Linked DNA regions of Mus musculus: regions 1, 2, 3, 5, 6 and 7 are each linked to region 4. Evidence: chromatin contacts called from public HiChIP or PLAC-seq and promoter capture Hi-C data. All regions are on one chromosome and are shown on one strand. Each heading gives the region's core, a stretch centred on a gene start, on an enhancer-like site or on the middle of the called end of the contact. The rest is flanking DNA. Distances are from core to core; before and after follow the strand shown. Region 1 holds the start of Rab11fip3 (RAB11 family interacting protein 3 (class II)). Region 2 holds the start of Ilrun (inflammation and lipid regulator with UBA-like and NBR1-like domains). Region 3 holds the start of Uhrf1bp1 (UHRF1 (ICBP90) binding protein 1). Region 4 holds the start of Zbtb9 (zinc finger and BTB domain containing 9). Region 5 holds the start of Axin1 (axin 1). Region 6 holds the start of Capn15 (calpain 15). Region 7 holds the start of Decr2 (2-4-dienoyl-Coenzyme A reductase 2, peroxisomal).

Region 1 (3,253 bases), core at 662-3,161, 900 kb before region 4:
AATTGGATGAAATCCTCGATGCGGACGAAGCCGTCCCCATCTCTGTCCAGGGCGTCAAATACCGCCCTGAGGCGTGCACCCTCCTCCTGAGCTGTCCCGGGCTCGCTGGGCAGCGACAACGCTGGTCCTGGGTCCGAGGGTGGCCCGGGACATGCCTGCAGCAGCTCGCCGTCGGCGAGCAAGGGCTCAAGGGGTAGGCCCCGCGTAGGGCAGCAGTCTTCCAGCTCCTCAGGCCAACTGCTCCGGACTTTGGGCTTCTCTGGCTCTTTAAATTGAAGACACGAAACTATGGGTTCCTCTCGATCCTCGGGCCAGAAGCAGGGTGCATCGGGCTCTTCCTGCCAGCACCGCTTTGTGTTCTGCTCCTCCGGCCAGAGGCACAGCACCTGGGGCTCCTCTGACCAACATCGTGATGGATCGGGCTCGTCTGGTTCATTGGCCCAGAAACACGGTGGGTTGAGAGCATCCGGCTCCTCGGATTCCTCGGGCCAACAACAGTGAAGTGCATCGGCCTCCTCTGGTTCCTTGACCAAGAGGCACGGTGCATCGGGTACCCCCTGCCACAGGTGAGAGACATCAGGCTCCTCTGGCTCCTTGGCCGAGAGGCACCCTGTGTCCGCCTCCTGAGGACAGCTGTGAGAGGCATCAGGCTCTTCTAGCTCCTTGGCCAACAAACACGGTGCCTCTGACTCCTGGGGCCAGCAGTGAAGGGCGTCAGGCTCTTCCAGCTCCTCCGTCAAGAGGCACGGTGCGTCGGATTCCTCCCACTTTTTGGCCAAGAGACAGGGCACGTCGGGCTCCTGGGGCCAGCAGCGAGGGGCGTCGGGTTCCTCCAGCTCTTTGGCTAAGTGGCACGGTGCGTCTGGTTCCTCCAGCTCCTTAGCCAAGTGACAGGATTCGTCGGGCTCCTGGGGCCAGCAGCGAGGGGAGTCGAGGTCCTCCAGTTCCTTGGCCAAGTGGCACGGTGCGTCTGGCCCTTGAAGCCAGCAGCGAAGGGCATCAGGTTCCTCCACCTCCTTGAGCAAGTGACAGAATGCGTCTGGTTCCTGGGGCCAGCAGCGAGGGGCGTCGGGTTCCTCTAGCTCCTTGGCCAAGTGGCACGGCACGTCGGGCTCCTGGGGCCAGCACCGAGGGATGTTGGGTTCCTCTAGCTCTTTGGCCAAGTAGCACGGTGTGTCGGGCTCCTGGGGCAGGCAGCGAGGGGCGTCGGGTTCCTCCAACTCCTTGGCCAAGTGGCACGGTGTGTCTGGCTCCTGGGGCCAGCAGCGAGGGGAGTCGGATTCCTCCAGCTCCTCTGCCAAGTGACAGGATTCATCGGGCTCCTGGGACGAGCAGCGAGGGGCATTGGGCTCTTTGGCCCAGCGACTAGGAGCGTGAGGCTCCTCTACCTCCTCGGGCCAGCAGATTGGCGCGTTGGGTCCCTCTGGCCACCGTTGAAGCTGGGCGTGTTCCTCGGGCTCTTCTGACCAGCCGCGAGGAGCGTCGGGCCCCACCAGCCCCATGACCCCACGCTGGGGCCCAGACGCTGGCTGGTCGTGGTCTGACAGGGAGGTCGGCTGGCACAGCTCCATGATCCGGCGCCGGCTAAACTAGGGATGATACGAAAGGCGCGGAAGGCAGACAAAGGCGCTCAGGGCGCGGCGGCGGGCGCGGGCATCCCCGCGGCGACGCGGGCGGGCGCGCGCGGGGCGCCCGGACTGCTGAGGCTGGCGCTCGGGCCCTGCTCCGCCCTCGCCCATCTTCGCACCGCACCTTAGCGGCTCCCGGCCCCGCAGCGCGGCTGGCGCGGGCCCATGGCAGCGGCACAGTCCGGATGATGTAAGGACCCAGTGGCGGGGAGTGGACGGTGGGAGACAGGCACCGGCCGGGCAGCGGAGGATGAAGCCAGAGCGCCTGAGCTTAGGAACCCAGTGAGGGACGCCGGCGCCGGCGCCGGCCCGCCCTCCGTCGCGCGTGACGTCAGCACGCCGTGTAACCTGATCACGCCCCCATGGATTGCTATAAAGGTGAGTTCGAAGAGGGCACAGCTTAGGGGCGACGGTGCTCTGCCCAATTCGAGTTTTCCGTACGATTTGCGCGAGTGGGATGAGTGAAGTGTTCTGTCGCAGGAAGAGGCGCCCGAGAATAGGTTTTGGAAAACTATTGCTGAACGGGAACAAAACATTCGCATATCCCAAAAGAAGCCGCTAGTCCCTTCTGTGTGACTCCTTCACAAACTGGTGGTACAAACCAGAATATTAATTGGCAGCAAGTAGGAGCGAAGGAGCGCTCGAATTGCCCCACCAGGTAAGGAATTATCCAAAGTCTCTCACACAAGGACAGGATCTAAGGGGCTCACACATTCATCCACAGGAGCGCACAGTAAAATAAAGAGGCACAGATGTTGTTTTACTTTGATATGTTGTTTGGTATCTTTTTGAAACAGGAACTTGTGCAGCCCACGCTACCTTTAACTCCTAATCCTGCCGCCATGGATTGTAGACTGGCCCAAACAACCCTGCTCTGAACATGTTTTTAAATTACATAAACAGCGCTTATCTCTTTATTGCTAACTAATGCCGTTATCATCATCAAAGGGTCGTGCTCAGAGATGCGGAGCAGTTGACTAAGCCAGTTGGAAGCAATGAGGTGCATCTAGTCAAGAACTAAATTTAGCCATTTAGCCAGGGGAAACTATGAACCAATTGTACACTCGTGGGCACCATGGACAAGTATGGTTTCATAAGCAGTTTTGGCAAAAGCTGAAAACTGAACTCCGTTTCCAGGTGTACAGCCAGCTAATCTACTGAGTCATCCCCAAGCAAAACTCCCAGCATATTATAGGAGACTTCCAGCAGCTGGGAAAAAGGAAGGTGATGTGCTCCCTCCCTAAAATGTAGTCCTATTTTCCTGTAAGAACTGAATGCTTTTGTGAGGAATATATATATTGAAAGAATAAAGTCCCCTCTATCTAATGCAAGGACTGGAAATTCCCTTTGACTGACAAACATTCTCACATGCAGTTCCAGTGAGTGCCAACCTTTCTATTTAGTGTGTCATGGTAAGTATCCACCTGTCCTTTGGTGTTCTCAGTCAAGATCAGTTTTCTGAGGAGCCAGGTGTTCCTGTTGTGTGCCAAAACTAAGAAAAATATTTATGACTTCCAGCATTTGTGTGCCCAAATAGAACCAGTGTGTAGAGAATGCACACCTCCTGGCTCAGACCAAGCAATGGGGCTGCAGATGAAAGGTTATAAGGAGTCAGGCGATGGGCT
Region 2 (3,326 bases), core at 765-3,264, 850 kb after region 4:
TTTTTAAACAGGCTCTCAATATACCCTGGCTGGCCTGGAACTTGCTATGTAGACCAGCCTGGCCTCAACTCACTTAGATGTGCCAGCTTCAGTCTCCAGACTGCAAGGACTAAAGGTGTGCCCAAATGAAACCCATCTAGTTGGTGCTCAGAAAAGTAGCTCCATTCCCTGCATCAGATCACCTGGACCCAATATACAAGCCCAGGAGCTGGAGAGACACTCAACAGCATGTCTGAGTTCCATCTCTAGCACCCAGTACTAGCACCCCACAGCCCACATGTACCCGATGCCTCAGGCCTCCAAAAGAACCTGTACACATGCACATACTCACAATTAGGAAATAATAAAAATAAACGAAGACACAAACAGAACTCACAAGTACTTGTTTAACTCTAAAAGGCTGTGCCTCAATGCCTCCCAGTTTACCAGACACTAAAATATCAGCCCCATTCTTGTCATTTTTTTTTTAAGACCAATAGTGAAAACACTTCACCTCTGGTTCTCATCACAGATAAGCATCTTTGGAGTGGGGTGGGGGAGCACTAGGCAGGAGTAGGATAAAAATCTAAGCTTACAACCTCTTTTCAGACATTGCTCGAGGCACTGGGTGGACATGGAAATAATGGGAGTTTGTTCAAGGGATGCCAAGAGAAACAAGATTCCACACGTCAGGGCACTGAACGCTCAACACGGGGCAAAGGGCATGCACCCCCTTGCTTTTTGCTCAAATCCCGATTAGTTGCTTCACCTGAGAGCCTTTCAAAGGCCGTCTAATGGTCTCCAGTCTAATGGTTAAATTCCCGAGTGAACTTAACAATCCCTACTTGGAGACCAAGAGAAAGTATTCTTGCTTATCAAAAACAGCAAGTGCTGCTCTAAGAACCAAGACACACGTCGGTGCCTGGAGACAGCTCCACTTCAGCCTGTACAACCCAACTACAAGCCAGAACCCCTGGCCCCCAACCTATACATTTCTCAGTTTTCTGTCAACTAAGCCCATCCAATCAGTAAGCTCGTCAAAGTTCCCAAGGCCAAGCCTCTGCCCAGCACGCCAGTGTCTTCACAAAGTTCCTGCCTCCAAGATCAGCTTCCCTCCACTTTCTGAAGACTTTTCCCAGTCCTCGTCGCAGGCCTGGCGCTCCGGCGCCTCCATTAGATGTCACTTCTCCCTGGCACAACTCTTCCTTTCTCACCATACTCAGTTGATTATAATTTGTGTTCCCTCCGCCGCAAAAGTCGTTTTCGCCCTTATCTCCTCAAAGAGACACAAGATCTATTCTCAGCTCCGAGACCTCTCCCGCGCCCAGAGTTCGACCTCAGCACCTAACACACTCCCTCGAGTTTCCACACCGTTCTGTCATCCTCAGCTCCTACACTTCGCACCTATTTAAAAGGAAAACACTTCGCAACTCTCGTTTCCTGTGCTTTCTACTCCCAGAACACACGCTTTTCGCCCCAGATCGACTCCCCTGGCTTCCACCTCACCACTTCTCCCCTCTTCCCATGTTCTTCGGGCTCTGACTCCCTGCCACCTCCCGGCCTGGGCCCTGCCCTGCCCGGGAGTACTCCACGAGCGGGCTCCGGTGTTTTTGCCCTCGGGGCCGCGAGGCCGCTGCCAGCAGGATTGGCTCCGCGTGGGGCGGACTCACCAGTTGGTCATGTCCAGGAAGAAGGCGCAGCCGGCCGGGTTGAGCTGGAAGCCGAGTAGCCGCTGGAACTCGGAGATGAGCACGTCCTTGTCTGTGGTGCCCAGGCAGCTGAACTTCTGCATGAGCTCCGGATCCAAGTCCACGTCCATGCCCTCCATGGCGGGGGGCCCGGACGCACAGCTTCCACCGCCCCGACCTGCTTCTCCACGGGCGGCCGCCGCGCCCGGGCCCGAGCCCACGAAGGGCGGCCCGCTGCTGGCCGGCGCCGCGCGCACTGCTCCGAGACAGGCCCCAGGCCTCTCACCGCCTCATGGGCTGCGCGCGCCGCGCCGAGCCGCGCCGCACCGCACCGCTCGCTCCTCTCTCGCTGGCTCTGGGGCTCGCGCTCCCCCCCCTCCCACCCCCCCCAGCGCCCGCCTCCGCCGCCGCCGCTGCTGCCGCCGCGGTTCGCAGCACCGCCGCCTCCGCCTCCTCCCGGGCCGCGCCCAACGCGCACGCGCGGGGCCGCTCGGACCCCGCCCCTTCCTCTCCCGAAAGCCCGCCTTCAGTGACGTCATAACTCGGTGACGTCTCTCGCGTGACCTCACCGCGACAGAGCGGAGGGGGCAGGAAACGGGAAGCCGGAAAGAGCGGATACTGGGCGGGTCTCTGTCCTCGCCTGAGTCCCCACACTGCGTGGGAGGAGTCACGAGTCTGAGAGGTGCTTCGGAGACGAGCGACCCCACCCATGCTCAGGCTGGGAACCCGAAGTCGCCACAGGAACAGAGGCTGGGACTGGGGCAAAGGGCAAAGGGCAGCACAGAGCGGACTCTTGCTGCTCCGCTCTCAGGGGACTTAGTATTCAAACAGACATTTTCCCAAGGTCGCGGCGGTGCACGCTTAGTCTCTGGATTCTGACCTGAGTTTCTCATGACTGCCTATGTTACTATGCAACCTTAGCATTACGTTTCCAGAAAATAAAGGCAGCCTAATGCAAGCACCAGTTACAGGTCAGAGGAACCGATCCTCTGCAAAGAAAGGTCAATACCCTAGAATTTAGCAAATCTTGTTCTGTCTCTAAAATCCACGACCAAAAAAATGACTGTAGACAGTATCCAGTGTATCTACTAATGTGAGGCTCCATTTGAAGCTGAAGGATTAAGAAGCTCAGCTGTGGAGAGACTCATCTGCCCGTTCTGTCACCAAGTATTTTCTCAGTGTCACCTGTTAGATATGACTAGGTACAGGGATGGGGGTGGGTAAGAAACTGGGCAACTGGGGACTTGGCTTAAGCTGTTTCCCCGAAGGTATGAAGACCTGGGTTCCTGAGAGCAGAGATACTTCGCTCTTGCATATAAGGCCTGGCTGACAGCCAAGGGTGGCGGCACTGGGGAGGCAGGCAAATTTCTGTGTGTTTGATGCCAGCCAGAGATACTCTAGACCCTGCCTTTAAAAAATAAACCACCCCAGCACTCAAGAGGCAGAGGCGGGCTTTCTTCCTGGAGTTGCCTTTGATCTCATCCTCCTACCCCTACTTGCTGGGATAACTACTGTCACAACTACTTCTGAAAAGAGACTCAACTGAAGTCAGTGGGCCTGGGAGGAGGCTCAAAATCGCCTGGTGATTGTTATCATATCCAAATTTCAGAGCAGAACCTTGAGCAAATGCAGTTATTGCTGATAGTTTGCTCAACAGTT
Region 3 (2,971 bases), core at 395-2,894, 880 kb after region 4:
TTTTTCCACCTCCTGATTGTGGGGACTAAAGGCTTGTGCCATGTTTTTTGTCTCAGTGTTTAAAATTAAAATTAAATCTCAATCTGGAAACATTGCTAGTTATGAATAAAGTTTCAGAAGGAACTTACGACAGCTTGTGAAAGCTCAATGAATGTTAGTTGCAGTGACTAAAACAGTATAGCCAGGTGTGGTGTGAACAGCCACATTTTTTGGCGCTCAGGAGGCAGAGACAGGAGGATGGCTGCCACTTTGGCCACATCCTGGTCTATCTACATAGCAATCCCTGGGCCATCTAGGGCTATATCTGGATACCTTGTCTCAATCTCAACCAAGAGTAAACTTTTTTTTGGTGGTTTTTCGAGACAGGGGTTCTCTTTGTAGCCCTGGCTGTCCTGGAACTCACTTTGTAGACCAGGCTGGCCTCAAACTCAGAAATCCGCCTGCCTTTGCCTCCAGAGTGCTGGGATTAAAGGCTTGCGCCACCACGCTGGGCTCCAAGAGTAAACTTAAAAGACCTGGGGACTGGAGAGATGGCTCCCTGCTAAGTGCTGCTCTAGAGGGCTTAGGTGCAGTGCTCAGCACCCACACCAAGTGGCTCACAACTACTTGTAACTCCAGTGCCAAAGAATCTGACAGCTTCTGGTCTCTGTGGGCACATGACATTCACACTCACATAGGAATGCACAGATAAATAAAAACACTCCGTCTTTGGGGGGCGGTGCGTCTGAGTGGAGTACTTACCTCATTTGCTTGATGTAATTAATTCCTACTCCCGCCAAACTTACCAAGAAAGCAAAACCACACGAAATAGCGAGAATTAAAGACATTGGCTCTCATTTCCATTGCTCCCTTTTCAAAAGGCAGTTAAGTATATTGAGTCATGTACTAATGATCAATAGACATTTAAATTTCCTAAAGGGGGCTTTAAGCAAAGTATGTTGGTTAGGTTTGCTGTGGTTGTTCGGCGTTTTGACCTCAGCAGTTTGTCAGAATGGTGCATTGGGAAATGAGATCCTGCACTGAGCCATTGTCATGCATGGAAACAGGATTCAGCCCTTGCCCCAGTTTTGTAGCTTTGGTCAGATGGTATCTGAGTATCTCCTGGATACAGTGAAGAGTGGAAGGAGCCTCCATCTGTGTTTAATGGAGTGGCCCAAGGCTTGGCGAGCACTTTATCACGGAGGCCTTATGTATTTAGCAGCTTAATAACTGCAGATATTTTTCTTGAAACTGGAAGCATTAAAGGTTAGATTTCTTGGGTCTTTTTTTTTTTTTGTGGTTTTTCGAGACAGCGTTTCTCTGTATAGCCCTGGCTGTCATGGAACTCACTTTGTAGACCAGGCTGGCCTCGAACTCAGAAGAGACAAGGTCTCTTAATGTAACCCTGTCTTGGTAGTCCCCATGTAGACAGGGTTGGTCTCAAGGTCCTATATTTGCTTGCCTCTGGCTCTGGAGAGTTCGGAGTAAAGGCGAATGCCACCATCTACCTTCTGGAAGAGTGAGCCCCGCCTCTGAGCGTGTAAGCCCCGCCCCGCGCAGTTGCCCCGCCCCCTATGCCTCTGAGCTCCCGCCGCCCCGCCCCTCATCCCTTGCGCCTGTGCCGCCGCGCGCGTCCCCGCCCCTCGCCGTGCGCTCTCGCCACGGGGATCCCGGAGGGTGGCGTGCGGTCTGGGTTCTGCTCCGCGGGATCCTGCGGCGCCGCACGGGCGGGTGGGAACGCGGCGGAACTCCTGGCGCTGAGTTAGGGGCGACAGAGAGCCATGGCGGCCACTGTGGCTACGGCAGCCGGTGCCCGCGCCGCGGCGAGGTGAGAGGACGCCTCTTTTCCACAACTGAGGAGGCCACGGCTGCCCGTCTGCCTGCATTCCACGCGGGCCCGGGCTGCAGCATGGCCGGGATCATTAAGAAGCAGATCTTGAAGCATCTGTCCCGGTGAGAGCGCCACCCCGCGTACTCGGTCCTTTTCCGAGCCCTCCGACCTCCCTCCGGCCGCTCTGGGCGAGCGGCTCCCTGCAGGCGCGATTCAACTCTTGCGGGCCGTTGTCGGCGCTGCATTACTCCCTCGCCCGGGCCACCTTCCTCCCCACCCCCGTCGCCGCCTCCTTCCTCGGCGCGGGTCACCCAGCCCTTTCCTGGCCGTACCTTCCAGACCCGCACGGAACCTGGCAGGCCAGCCCTGGAGGCCTCTTCCCGCCTGCCGAGCCGCCCAGCGCCGGTTCATTTCTGGCTTTGCCGCTCCGTGCTGGATTACCCAGGTCCCCTTCGATTGCAGCGCCGACGCCGGCTTTCTCCTTCTGTGAGGCGAGCTCCTCCTCTTCTGTCTGACCCTGTTGCATCACTCTTGAAAAGATATAAACCCTTCACCCGAGGCTGGTCGTCCTTTCGGACCTCCCTCCTTTCTGGGTCCGCTTTCTTCTCCGTACACAGACGGATTGGAGAAAGGTCAGCGGAGGTGGGGGATAAAGTTTCAGCAGCCTTCCCTTTAAGATGCCATGGAGGTTTGTTTGACAGCCAGTGTCCACTTGTGCTTTGTGGCCTCCTGTTAAGCTGTCCTGTCGCTCTGTATTTGGGGCATGACGGGTTAGCTGGCAAGACACTTTTCAGCTATATCTGAAGGACTCCTGGTCTCTGCGTGATGATGCAGCTTGTTAGAATGGGTGGCTGCGAAAATTGGGAGCTAGCTTTGCAGTTGGTTTTCGCTGCTTATTCTAGCTTGGTGATGGTTGTTAATTTAGGTTGTCTCAGAGGCTCTAGTGATCCAGAGTTTGGCAGCACAGTGACTAGTGGTTTTCAAGAGGTGTGTGTGAGTGTTGCCAGTCAACATGGAACACCAGGGCTTGTGTGAGCCTCTGTCCCTGACGTGGTGTCCCCCGTTGCCTGGCTGACATTGGCTTATGTGATCTTAGACATTTATTAGCTAGATTCAGATACCTTGTTTGATTAACTGTTATGTGCATGACTGAAGGGCCGG
Region 4 (2,988 bases), core at 282-2,781:
GACAGGGCTGGGCTTCCCTCTCACCCTCACCCTCACCCAGTCTCCCTCCCTCCCGCCAGCTCCATGCTTTTTCGGTGTTTTTCTGTACATAGCTCTCTGGCGGTATAGGGGAGGTAGGATGGATGGGGTTTGGGGTGGGTAGGCCATGGAAGGGGAGAAACCCCTCCCGGGTACCCCCTCTTCTCTGACTGCTGCCCCCTACCCAGCCTTGTCTCTTCACTCCTTGCGTTTGGTATTGAGAATTCTTCCCAGACTCCAGACTCGATCTTTCTTTTGTATGGACAGCTCTCCTTCGGTCTAACCCTCTACATACACCCACCCAGCCGGGGCCAAATTTATACTTATATAAAAGTTGTAAATATGTGAAATTTTATCCCATGCCCTTTCCTCTGCTTTCCCCATCAGGCCTTACCCTTGAACCTCCTCCCTCCTCTTTGGCTGTTGTAATTATCTGGGGTTTGTACTGTACATAATTGGGGAGGGGGGCTGGGAGGCGACCCCTCTGTACAGAGCTTCCTGGCTCCCTAGCCCCACCCCTCACTTCCCTCCCCACCCACCACCTTAAGAGTAGGGAGAAGATCTTCTTACTCTTTTTTTTTTTTTTTTTTTTTGCTGTTTGTTTACTCGTTCTCCTTCCTGCCCCTGCTCCCAGACTCTTGGTCCCCCACCACTGCCCCCCCTTTTCTCCCACTCCCAGGCCCATTTCCTTTTTTTTTTTTTCTTTTCTTTTCTGGAGTGTGTGGTGAAACAGAAAAATCATGTTTAATAAACGGAGATTGTTCTTTTATCACTGGGCTGACTTTTATTTATTTTTGGATTTTCAAGACAGAGAGTCTCCTTGTGTGGCTCTGGCTGGCCTGGAACTCTGTAGACCAGGGTGGCCTTGATTGAACTCAAGAGATCTGCCTGCCCCTGCCTCCAAAGTGCTGGGACTAAGTGCTGCCTCCCCCGGCGTTGGGCCGACTTTTTAGCCCGGGGTCTCCAGAACGACCTGAAGGGTGACAGGGACTACTTTTGGAAAGAACAGTCCTCTTACATTACACACTATACCACCCAGTCAGGAGAACAATATATACCGCAGGGTCTTCCTGGTGAAACTCACACTCCCGCTCTCTCTCCGCCGCAGCACTGGACTCGCTTTAGCGCCCCAAAGACTCCAAGTGCAGGGTCTGTGCAAGACCCTCTTGACTTAGGGCTTAATTGTGAGGACGCTCCTCTGCGAAATGGAGGAAAGGACCCAGGTCCTCAGCAAGCGTGCGCTCCAGACTTCAGACCCGGTTGTCCCGCGTGCACGCGGAGGGCAGCAGCACCTACCTCGCGCGGCGGGACGAGGGAAGCAAGCCTTACTGCGGAGCCCGTGGCTCCCCTCACTGCTACTCCAGAACTGAGGGAACCGCCTTCCACTTCCGCCGCCCTCCCCAAGCCCCGGCCCTCCGTCCGCACAGCCAATGAGGAGACGGCTTGTAGGCTGCCGCTCTCCCATTGGCTGCAGAACTGGTCCCGCCCTCCGTGCCTGGCCGCATTGGCGTCCGGCGGAACTGCGGTAGCTTCCGGCCGGCCAGGCGCACTGGCGGTTGAGGTGCTCCGACGCGGTCGCGCGTGCGGTGGGGGCGTGTCGGTGGGACGTCGCGGGGCCGGAGCTCACTGAGCCGGCCGGAGCGAGCACGGTGAGGAGGGGCGAGCGGTGGCGGAGGGCGACCGGAGCCGGCGAGGTGGGGCGCCATCCCTTCCCTCCTTAGCTTCCGCTGGGCCTGGAGGTGTAAACCCTGGTGTTTTGTTGGGTTTCCTGGTGGGCGGAACTAATATACAGAAGCTTGTCACCGAAGAGTTTTCAAGGGTCGGTGGCGAGCGGCTTGAGACAGGTCTCATACCCCGAACTTGTGTGACCCCAGTCTCTTTCCTCCGCAGCCTTCACCCCGTATAGAACCCTGCACTGCCCGACTCCCCGGGATTTATTTCTCTTCCCGAGGTAGCCATGGATGCTTCGACTCCTTTGCCTCCCGCATCCTCATCTCCGAGATGCAACCCAGCCCCACAGACAATCCACATTGAGTTCCCTCATCATAGCTCTTCGCTGCTGGAATCCCTGAACCGCCACAGGCTGGAGGGAAAGTTCTGTGATGTGTCCCTCCTGGTTCAGGGCAGGGAACTTAGGGCTCACAAAGCAGTGTTGGCTGCTGCCTCTCCTTACTTCCATGACAAGCTGCTTTTGGGGGATGCGCCCCGACTGACTTTACCGAATGTCATCGAGGCCGATGCGTTCGAGGGACTGCTTCAGCTCATTTATTCAGGAAGCCTCCACCTGCCGCTGGATGCCCTCCCTGCCCATCTCCTTGTAGCCAGCGGCCTTCAGATGTGGCAAGTGGTAGATCGGTGCTCAGAGATTCTTCGAGAACTAGAAACGTCTGGTGGGATTTCAGCCGGTGGAAGAGCCTCCAGCCTCACACTTATTTCCACAACATCTTCAGGAGGCTGGTGCATTCGCTCTTCCCCTTTCCAGAACCCAGTACGCTCCTCTGCTTCTACAGAGAATTCTGTTCTCCCTGAGAGCCCCGCTGGAGGGGAGGGGAGTGAACTAGAAGGAATGTTACAGATTCAGGTGAAAGTAGAGGAGGAAGAGGAGCAGGGGTCAGCAGCTCCACTCTTTCAGACTCCTCAGCCGGAGAGAGTGTCGGGAGGGGTTTCCCAAGCTTGTGGATCCCACCCATTGCCTACACCTGCTCTTCCCAGCAAGCCTTCAGAGGATGAGAGCTCAACAGTAGATCCTCCTGCCCCTCCTGTACAAGCTTCCCAAATCTTATATGTGAATCAGGAAAACGTTGAGTGTAAGGAGGAGATAGCAAGAGGCACAAAGGAAAAGACCAAAGTACTATCTGGAGAGGACTCTGAGGAGAAGGAGGAGCTGAGATACTTGCTGTCCTCAGGAGGAGGGGAATCGTCTGGGGCAGGAGATCCATCGTGGAAACCAGTGGATCTTCATGGGAATGA
Region 5 (2,936 bases), core at 50-2,549, 830 kb before region 4:
AGGATGCCCAAGGCCAAGGCTATCTACTGCTCACTCAGTGGTCGTGATTGTTTCTTCTAATGGTATGAGGCTGAATGGTCTGGGTCAGGGGCTGCTAGAGAGTCTCCAGTGCCCAGAGGCCGGAGGACCTGAGGCTGCATTAGATGGACAGAAGTGAACATGAAACTTGTCCTGGCATTTGAGGGGGGGGGCACTATCTATACCCCAGCCCCAGACCTGAGGCTCAGTGATGAGTCTAGGAGGGGAATTTGTCAGGCTTGGTCACCCTAGTAGCTATAGTTCAAGTGGTTCCTTCTCTATACATAGCAATCCTGGTCCTCGGTACTGTGCTAAGTCCTCTTAAGGGACAGGTGGCAGGGTTAGGATCACCCCAGTCAGCTGTGGGTTTAGAGTCTGAAGCCAGTACTACTGCTTTTGCCTGTGAGCCATGAAGAAGGGACAAGGCAATGAGGGAGAACAATGTCCAGAACAAAACATGGCAGTGGCACTGGCAGCAGCAGTATAAAAGCATGTAGATGGCAAGTGCAGATGCAGCCAGTATAGGGTGGTATGGGTACCAGGAGTCCTCTGGCCAAGGTGAGGTCTGGGTGGGTGCGTACTAAGCCTAGGTCACAACTTTTTGTCTGCAAAATGGACTACCTGAGAGGTGTCAGGGGCTGATTTGACTGGTAGATGACATTCTTAAGTGCAGTAATTACTTGTGTTCACATATTTCTCCTTGGGATGTGGCTGACCGAGGGTTGAGACCTGCCAAGTAGAGAGTTGTGCATCTATGTTCCTGTGGTGGGGCAAAATGGAGTTGACTCTTTGCGCTTGCAGACTTAGCAAGAGATGCCTTGCAGACATTATAAGTGTTATGTGTGTATTTGTGTGGAGGGCGACCAGCTACCCAGAAACTCTACTCTCTCAATAGCATCTGCGATCAGATATGAGTGGTCTGCCTTCAGTGTACTGGCCTAGGGTTCAGTGATGGCTGTGGTTGTTGAGCGCGCTCAGGGCTGTTTCCCATGGCACCTTTCGGGACGAGCAGTAGTCGTTGCCCCATTGGGCATCCTCCGCGGCTACGTTTCTTTTCAGCGGCACTCCTAGTTCACGCCCCGCCTTCACCACCGCAAGACAGTGCTTGGCTCCTGAGTACGCCGCAGTCCCGCCTTTCGCTCAAGACTCTGCCCCTTACTCTTCTTGTCCTCGGACTCCCACCCGCCCCGTGTTAGAAGCTCCGCCCCACACCGTGGTTCTGCCTCTACAACGAGACCCAGCCTCCGCAGCAGTCCCGCCCCACACCACGGCCCCGCCCCCGCACTTCCGGGCGGCGCCGGCGGGGGCGCTCAGGCCTGGGCTTCAGGGCTCTGGGCTCAGGCTCCCGGCTCAGGGAAGCGCTTGCGGCCGCCGCCGCAGGAGCCTGCTGGGGTCGGGCTGGAGCCTGGTTCCAGAGAGGGCTGGTGAGAGTGAGCAGCCGGTTTTGGCGGCGCTCTGCGGCCTGCCTTGCGCCGCCTCCGGGCCACGGGTCGCCGAGCCGCCGCCGCCGCCGCGATGGGGGCCCCCCAGGGCCGCGCCCCCGCCGTGGCCCGCCCGCTGAGCCGCCGCTGAGCGCATGGGCCTCGCCGGGCCGGGAGCCAGGCCCCGGGCCGCGCCTCCACAGCCGCCGCGCGCTGGTGAGTAGTGGGAGCCGACGGGCGCGCTCCTGTGGCGCGGAGGCCTGCTGCCCGGGGCTGCGGGAGTAGGCCGCGCTAGGCCGGCGTACGCGGACCCGGAAGAGAGGGGCGCGCGGGTTGCGGGCGGGAGGCGTGCCGGAGCGCGGCCCCTGATGTGCGAGGTTGTGCCCGGCGTAGGGAGACCTGAGATCCAAGGGGACGTTGAGCGGAAGAGGTGGCAGGCTCCGCAGTATGAGTAGAGGCGTGGGGACTGCATGGTATGCTAGGTATATATGAGGAGAAGGGCTTGGGGGTGGGGGGGGCGATGTGCCAGGGACAGGACGATAGTAGGGCATGGGGAAAGCAAGGCCTGTTTGAACAGGACCAGGGACTAAGGAAAAGCAAGGATTCTAAGAATGATGTACAGGTGGGTGTGTGTCTGCCGAGTGTGGTGTACTGTTGATGGGTCTGGGACACATTTAGGATATGGGTGAGTGGGTGCTGAGAAGCTGCTGGTGCTAGACTGTGTGTGTGTCTTCCTTTGCGCTATCCCCTAGTCCCTATGAAAAAGTAAAGTAGGGACGAGTAAGAACAATCCAAGGAGGGCACTCTCTGGTGTGGTTTGGCTTGCCAGATAACCACTTGTCCTGGTGTTCATTGCCTTACTTAATAATGCTCCCCCCAAACAAAACAAATTCACCCAAAACCAAAGCCCAGAGCGAGCATTTTTAGTTGGGCATAAGGATTTTTTTCGGCTCATCTGAAGATAACTTGTAAAGAGTTCGCAATAACTGTGTACTCCTCCCCTTTACTCCAATGCGTTCCTTTACTCACAGTCCGTTTTGGAGAACATGGAGTCTGACTTTACCTGAGAGAGGCAGTACTAGCTGGTTTCAGTTTTAGAGCCCACTTCAGGGCCGAGAAAATATAGGGAGCACAGAGATTTTGTTTGATTTTTCAGCAGTATTGACTTGTCCTACATCTTTCAGAGAAACACCGTTACGACTTTATGTGATGGGGGACTGCACTAGATATGAAATGAGAGTCCTGACCTTTCAAGAATTTAATCAATGGCTCGTTAGTATGATAGTCATATTATTACTTCCACGTTCCACCTAAATCATAAGCTTGGAAGCTATACTTGAGTATAAGCAATATATACAAATACACCCAGGGCTGTGTGTTTTGACAGTGTCAAAGGGAATTTTATATATGATATCAGGTTTATATATTACCTTTATAGAGTCACTTTATAAGTCTTGGTTGCAGATTTGAGGCTGGATTTGGTGCAATGGGCTTTAG
Region 6 (2,912 bases), core at 257-2,756, 990 kb before region 4:
TTCTACATAGATATGGAGTTAGGGCCACTCTCAGACACTATGGCCAGCAGAGATTTTGATAACTCCATTGCAGTTAAGTTGTACAGTTTCTGAGCCTTGGATCCAGCAGGGTTCAAGTCTTCCTCCATGGAGGTCAATGACCTGTCTACCAGTCAGACAGCTCTAGACATTCTTAGATGTTAGAAAAGAAATGGGTGCATCTCTGTGGAGCAGAAGGACCTCAAAGGAAACAGAATCTACTACCCCATGGAGGCAAGCTACTGTTCAGCAAGACACAATTGCCCTAGACTGCAGAACTGTGGTCCTGAGCGCATCCCTGACAGCTAGACTCTGGAAGCAGGGAGAAACTCAAGAGGCAAGCTCCACATCTGTGACTTGCAGTTCTCCAGACTGGGAAAGGGGAAATTGCCACTGGAGGGGTAATCTCACAGTTTCTTACTGAGTAGCAGTTCTTCCTGATTTATTGCTGAACTGCAGGGTCAGCAGCAAACACTCAGGTAGGCTCTCAGGTTCTCCTGAAACTCAGGAGGTATCTATCCTGTTTTCGAGGCTAGGTGTTTCGCGGTCCTGTTTCAGTATCTGTACTCAGGGACCCTAAGAGCCAGCCTAGCAAGGACCATCTGGCCACACAACAGGGTTCCCAAATCAGACGTGGAAGGGCCCCTTTTTCAGAAAACAAAAAGAAAATCCCGCAGCTGTCAAGGGGCTGCTCTGTAACTTTCTCGGCCTGCTGACAGGCCCGCAAAAACAGAAGTGTGGGATGAGGGGGCACACAGGACGCTTTACTCTTGCTGCCGCCCCAGGCAGCTGCAGGTTTCTGCAGACAGTGCCCCCACGACCTATACCTTCGTACAGTGGGCCAACGCTTAGCCCCGGACAAGAGGGCACTCAAGGACAGGCAGGCACCGAGGGTCGCCTGCGTCTGAGGTTCCTAGGCTGGCCTCGAGTGACCCACACCTCCGGCGCGCTTCCCCCTCCCCTTCCCGCTCACCACAAGCCAGGCTACTGCTCCCAGGACAAACATGGAGCATCCCGGCTGATGCCCTGAGGCCGAGCTCTACGAGTCCTAGGCCGTCTGGCCGGCCGCCTACCGTGGAACTCACCTTAGCGAGCCGGCGGCGCCTCCTCAGCGCTCGCGATCGGTCTAGGCGGGCGCGGCCCTAGTGCCGGCCCTCAGTCGGTTGACCCACAACTTCGACCGGAGGGCACCAAGGGCCCCTTCGCGCCAGCCGCGATGCTCCGCCGGCTTAGCGCGTTTTGGCCGCGAAGATCCGTCTCGGCCCGGCAACCTTACAAACGCCTCCGTAGCTAGCGCCCGCCGTCCCGCCCGGCCTACCCGCTACGCCTTACGCTGCTTCCGTAGCGTGGCGCCCAGCCGGGGCCCGAGGCTACAGCGCGTCAGGGGCGCACGCGGCACTGGGAACCCGGAGCCGGGACTACGGCTCCCACAGGGCAGAGCGACGCGGCTCAAGGCACGCCGGGAATTGTAGTCCATGAATGGTCCTACCCTCTACTCTTTCCCTGAGATTTCGCCCTCCCAACGTGACCGGAGACGCTCAGTTCACGGATGCAGTTGGTACTCCCAAGCTAGTTTGATGTGGCGCGCTGGATCCGGGAAGAGAACGGACTACAGCTCCCAGGATCCCCTTAAGATGGGCTTTGGGCTCCGGTAGGCGTCCACGGGGTTCGAGTGTTACTGCGCCAGGGGAGATGTCGGGAGTCTGGGTCGTGATTTTGTACAAGGTCTGAACCGGTTGTCTGCTGCGTTGGGGCAGTAGGTGGTACAGTCCAACCTAGCTGCCTTGGCTGCTTTCTACCTCTTCCAGCGACTTCTGGTTTCTTTCCCAACGGTCTGAAGCAGCAACCGTGCTGGCACTGCTCCTTCCGAGGTTACTCCATCTGAGGTCTGTGTTTACTCGAGTGCTAGATAGGCACGTCACTTTTTCTAGAGAAACACTGGCATCTGAGGCAGTCCTTTGAGTTATGTTCACAAGAGCCCCCAAGCTATTTCCCATTAGAGCCCTTTGGCTCCCCCGAATTAACTTAATTCCAGCCACTTGTCCTCTGCAACTGAAAGCTAACTAAGAATCAGGCTGCTAGCCGGGCGTTGTGGCCCACGCCTTTAATCCCAGCACTCGGGAGGCAGAGGCAGGCAGATTTCTGAGTTCGAAGCCAGTCTGGTCTACAAAGTGAGTTCCAGGACAGCCAGGGCTATACAGAGAAACCCTGTCTCAAAAAACAAAACAAACCAAACCAAAAACCAACCAAAAACCAAAAACCAAAAACAAAAAACAAAAAAAAACATAGCACATAGCAAAAGGACACCCGGCACTCTGAATGTTGTGTGAGAGATTGGGTACTATTTGCCCCCGGACCCAGAAAACCTGAGTCTGGCTCAGTAGAGACTACAGATAATGTTTCTGGGAAATCATTCATGCTCCAGAAGCTAGAAAGCTAAAGACTGGCCATTGAATTCAGGATGCTGTGGGGACACCTATGCCTGAATGGGGAAGACACCAAATTTTGGCAAGAGGAGAGGAGCAGAGGCTGTCTTCCTGAGCCCCCTGACAGTGGTGAAGTCACTGCTCATTCATCAGTAGGTGATACCCATGATCAGGAGAATGGCCAAGCTGGATCCAGGACAGTATCTCTGGTCACTACGGGTCATCACTAGTGCAATGATGTATCACTGCACTAAGTAAGATGATCACACAGCAGGTAAAGCTGGATCATCCCAGGTTGGCTGAGCCCTGATCTATGCTAGTGTAGTATGGGCCAGAAGACAGACACCCTGTTGAGTGCACAGACCACAGGACACCCTGCAGAGGTCAAGAAGGGCAGAGAGAGCTTTGCAGGGACAGAAGCCATAGATCAACCACCCTGACTCTTGAGCAGATGGGACCCAACACTAT
Region 7 (3,209 bases), core at 599-3,098, 880 kb before region 4:
GGGTGTAGTGGGATACTGGTGTCAATCCCATATCTGTGCAGGGCCCTGCTGGGACACTGGAGTGAAGAACAGGAGCCCATTTTGAGAGGGGGAGCCACCCGGTGACAACAGTGTCTATGACCTGCTCCACAGGTTTTCATAGAAGCTACACCAGCTTATTTAATCTTCCCGACTCTGAATAGACAGGGCTTTGTTCTACTAGAAGAAACTTCATAAAGCCACCAGCTCTGAATAATAATCTACTACTTGGAGCCTCAGTCGATTCTTGTGGGACTCACGTCCAGTTGTGAAAAGCTGAGTGCTGGGGAAGACTGGAGAAGGGTTCTTCTACCTCCACCTCCACAATTCTGAGCCTCCACCAGCTTTGGTATCGAGCTGCTAATCCTCTCAATGAGGTCACAAAACCTGTGTCCAAGGGACACTCTTCTCCCACATCAGCAGCACCCCGTCAACGTACGAGGCTGTGAGGCTAGTCACACACAGTCTCAACTAATTCTAGGAGACCACAAAGGTCCTGACCTCTCCCCAAGACAGCATTCAACCACTCCCCCAAATCCACCAAGATCCAGACAAAGGGACGTAAGGTGGCAGGAAGGGTTCCGGTAGTGTGTACCTCATGAAAATCTCTGCGATCCGGAAGCCAATCCCAGAACCACCACCTGTGATAAAGGCCACTTTGTCCCTTCAAAAACAAGAAAATGTAGTCATTTTTAAATATTTATTTGTTTTACCAGTATGAGTGTTTTGCCTGTGTGCCTACAGAGAGTTGAGTCCTCGTGTGGATGCTGGGAACCAATGCTGGGTCTCCTGCAAGAACAGTAAGTGCTCTGAACTTATTCAGCCATCTCTCTAGTCCCTAAACTCTTCTTTGAAAACCATGTTTTAGCTTGATGGGGGATGCATGCCTGTAATTCCAGCCTGTGAGAAGTGGAGACAGGGGGACCAAGAATTAAAAGCCAGCCTGGTCTACAGAGAGAGTTCTAGGACAGCCAGGGCTTCACAGAGAAACCTCATCTCGAAGAGCTTTAGATAGATAGATCTCTGTTAACTCAAGCTCAAATAGATAAGCGGCCCGTGGAGAACTTTCACTCCATGAACTTCTACCCAGTTTCGCTATGAAGGAAAACATGCTCCTGCTAAACAGGTACTCAATGAATTTGCAAGACATAAATCCCCAGCCATAAAACTGCAATCTTTAAAGTCGGTTATTTTTAGGCTCCCTAGAAGTTCGGAGGTGAAGGAGTTTATTTAGCCTAAAATTTTCTGCGTAGTAAGTTACCAAGAGAGACTTGTTTTCAAAAGTGAGCAAGCGCCGGGCGTGGTGTCGCACGCCTTTAATTCCAGCACTCGGGAGGCAGAGGCAGGCGGATTTCTGAGTTCGAGGCTAGCCTGGTCTACAAAGTGACTTCCAGGACAGCCAAGGCTATACAGAGAAACCCTGTCTCTAAAACAAAACAAAACAAAGTGAGCAGCTTCCACCCTCAGTCCCTCATCCCATTCTTCCAGAACCCCAAGAAACTTCAGGTCTACGATTGCCCAGGAACGGAGTACTGAGCATCTGTCCTCTGTGATGTCACATCCAGTGGCAGATTCGTTAAACCCTGTGCCCCAAGTCTGGATCGCCCCCTGGTTCCCTGCTTTAGCTCACTGGAGAAGATCCGGGCAGAAGAGATGGTGGTATTCAGGAAGACAGTCATCCCCCTCAACGTCGGGCGGCGGCTGGGCCATGATTGCTGCGTGTCCGGGATGGCAAGGACAGTGGAACCAGGAACCAGATCTACCTTTCCAACGCAAAACGCAGCGTTCTGCAGGTTGCTCGCTCCGCCCAGAAAGATCCAGGACCAAAGTTCTGCCCCCACATCAAGCCGCCCATCAGACGGGGGTGGGACAGGGGCGCCCCACCCCAAAAAGGTGCCTGGGCCCTTCAAGCCTTCCTATCACAGACCCTCCCGCAACTCCCAGCCTCCAGCCCTTCCCACTCGACCAGGCGGACACCCCGCCCTCGGTGGCGCGCAGCCTGCTGGGACTGAGAATGGGAGGAGGCACTGATACAGAGGCCCAGAGACGCTCCAGCCAGTTAAATGCCCGGTTCCTTTCCCAGTTGGTGTCTGTGCAGCCACTTAGTCCATATACCCAAGCTGGCCGGGCTGCGTGCTATCAGCTGTGGAAGTCGGAACTCCAGATGAACACCGCTCTTGGACACTACCTCCCAGTGCAGAGAATCTGGAGCTTGCAAACCCAATAGCTCCCTCTCGTGGCTAACCCGGGTGGAAAGTCCAGAGTGAACCTCTTGCTGGCTGGCAAGAATCACTGCACTGAAACTCAGAGAACCAAGAACTGGGTTCCATTGTCTAGATGTCAAAGAGTGAAATGACTTATCAAATTAGCCACAGAAGCTGTCATGATGTACCTGCAACTGAATCAGTGACTCTGGGATCCGGGGTGAGATGTGACTTACATGTGTCAATGTGAACATAAATGGACATCAGGCCGTGGTGGTCATCATGGACAGCATCAGGTCGGGAGTGGAGGATACTCTTTTGTGCCTGGGTTGCATTGAGGGAGAGATGAGAGTAGCCCTTGGAGTGTTAGGCTCTGCTGTTCCAACTTCAGGAGACCTGATACACAATACCCACAAAGACTGGTGTGTACTCCTACTGAAGGCTCGCTCACTGGGCCTTGAAGAAGCCTCAGGTCCGGTCTATTCTTTACTGCCATCCTCAGACAAATCAGATGGGCAGGAGCTATACCAGCGCCCGCAAAAGAACCCCAATTGGATTCTCAATTTCATGGGCCCTGGATTCTTGCTTGGTTCTTGCATTTACCCAAAGTCGAGGGATCCTTCCTTTCTTTACTCAAAGCTCTAAGCTTCAGGCCTAATGTTTTATACCATGCATAAAAACACTCATTAAAGTGCTTGAGTAAAGCAATTTCCTCCACATTTGTCATGACTATGGGACATCATGGTGCATCATTGCTCTGGTGACCTATAGCTTGGCCCTGTAGTCGTGCCAATGAAATAAGTAGAATACGGTGGTAGCTGGGACTAGGGGAGTAGTAATCCAGGATCGGCATTATACACTGGCCTTAACTCCTCACCTAGGACTTTCTACTCCCCTGTAGGAGGTAGGTAAACTGAAAGCAGGATCCCATCAGGCTTGCTGTCACTGCCCATGCTGGGGGCAGGGGGACCTTTCAGTGACTCGGCT

Evidence for each region. Promoter capture Hi-C pulls out the DNA fragments that hold promoters and counts their contacts. HiChIP or PLAC-seq counts read pairs in DNA pulled down with a chosen protein or histone mark.
Region 1: a promoter capture Hi-C map of liver shows a contact between it and region 4, with 2.6 times the contacts expected there. The contact joins the promoter of Rab11fip3 here to the promoter of Zbtb9 in region 4. A contact is called at or near these places in 2 of 39 promoter capture datasets (cranial neural crest and liver).
Region 2: a contact with region 4 is called in a promoter capture Hi-C map of pre-B cells, with 2.5 times the contacts expected there. The contact joins the promoter of Ilrun here to the promoter of Zbtb9 in region 4. A contact is called at or near these places in 2 of 39 promoter capture datasets (the 3T3-L1 cell line and pre-B cells) and 6 of 115 datasets of contacts at active chromatin or transcription factors (bone marrow-derived macrophages, embryonic forebrain, pancreatic cancer cells and 3 more).
Region 3: a contact with region 4 is called in an H3K4me3 HiChIP or PLAC-seq map of embryonic forebrain, with 2.6 times the contacts expected there. The contact joins the promoter of Uhrf1bp1 here to the promoter of Zbtb9 in region 4. A contact is called at or near these places in 1 of 39 promoter capture datasets (pre-B cells) and 3 of 115 datasets of contacts at active chromatin or transcription factors (astrocytes, embryonic forebrain and memory CD8 T cells).
Region 5: a contact with region 4 is called in a FOXA1 HiChIP or PLAC-seq map of pancreatic cancer cells. The contact joins the promoter of Axin1 here to the promoter of Zbtb9 in region 4. A contact is called at or near these places in 5 of 39 promoter capture datasets (the 3T3-L1 cell line, cranial neural crest, hippocampal neurons and 2 more), 1 of 484 Hi-C or Micro-C datasets (B cells), 2 of 115 datasets of contacts at active chromatin or transcription factors (large pre-B cells and pancreatic cancer cells) and 1 of 9 other capture datasets (macrophages).
Region 6: a contact with region 4 is called in a promoter capture Hi-C map of liver, with 2.7 times the contacts expected there. The contact joins the promoter of Capn15 here to the promoter of Zbtb9 in region 4. A contact is called at or near these places in 2 of 39 promoter capture datasets (cranial neural crest and liver).
Region 7: a contact with region 4 is called in a promoter capture Hi-C map of cranial neural crest. The contact joins the promoter of Decr2 here to the promoter of Zbtb9 in region 4. A contact is called at or near these places in 3 of 39 promoter capture datasets (3T3-L1-derived adipocytes, the SN4741 cell line and cranial neural crest).

Annotation. Positions count from the first base shown.
Region 1 is chr17:26,067,607-26,070,859 of GRCm38.p6, forward strand. Rab11fip3 (RAB11 family interacting protein 3 (class II)) reads right to left here and starts at 1,912. Exons shown (of 14, transcript NM_001162868.2): 1 at 1-1,912. The coding sequence starts at 1,571.
Region 2 is chr17:27,818,528-27,821,853 of GRCm38.p6, forward strand. Ilrun (inflammation and lipid regulator with UBA-like and NBR1-like domains) reads right to left here and starts at 2,015. Exons shown (of 5, transcript NM_001033279.3): 1 at 1,650-2,015. The coding sequence starts at 1,807.
Region 3 is chr17:27,854,863-27,857,833 of GRCm38.p6, forward strand. It overlaps Uhrf1bp1 (UHRF1 (ICBP90) binding protein 1), which reads left to right and starts at 1,645. Exons shown (of 21, transcript NM_001080769.1): 1 at 1,645-1,932. The coding sequence starts at 1,889.
Region 4 is chr17:26,971,648-26,974,635 of GRCm38.p6, forward strand. Zbtb9 (zinc finger and BTB domain containing 9) reads left to right here and starts at 1,532. Exons shown (of 2, transcript NM_001005916.2): 1 at 1,532-1,667; 2 at 1,909-2,988. The coding sequence starts at 1,976. It overlaps Syngap1 (synaptic Ras GTPase activating protein 1 homolog (rat)), which reads left to right. Exons shown (of 19, transcript NM_001281491.2): 19 at 1-787.
Region 5 is chr17:26,137,387-26,140,322 of GRCm38.p6, forward strand. It overlaps Axin1 (axin 1), which reads left to right and starts at 1,300. Exons shown (of 11, transcript NM_009733.2): 1 at 1,300-1,655. Gm46600 (a long non-coding RNA gene) reads right to left here and starts at 1,366. Exons shown (of 3, transcript XR_001782196.2): 1 at 1,015-1,366.
Region 6 is chr17:25,984,368-25,987,279 of GRCm38.p6, forward strand. Capn15 (calpain 15) reads right to left here and starts at 1,507. Exons shown (of 12, transcript NM_001347334.1): 1 at 1,104-1,507. 1700022N22Rik (RIKEN cDNA 1700022N22 gene) reads left to right here and starts at 1,463. Exons shown (of 2, transcript NR_166913.2): 1 at 1,463-1,669.
Region 7 is chr17:26,088,316-26,091,524 of GRCm38.p6, forward strand. It overlaps Decr2 (2-4-dienoyl-Coenzyme A reductase 2, peroxisomal), which reads right to left and starts at 1,849. Exons shown (of 9, transcript NM_011933.2): 1 at 1,649-1,849; 2 at 614-682. The coding sequence starts at 1,728.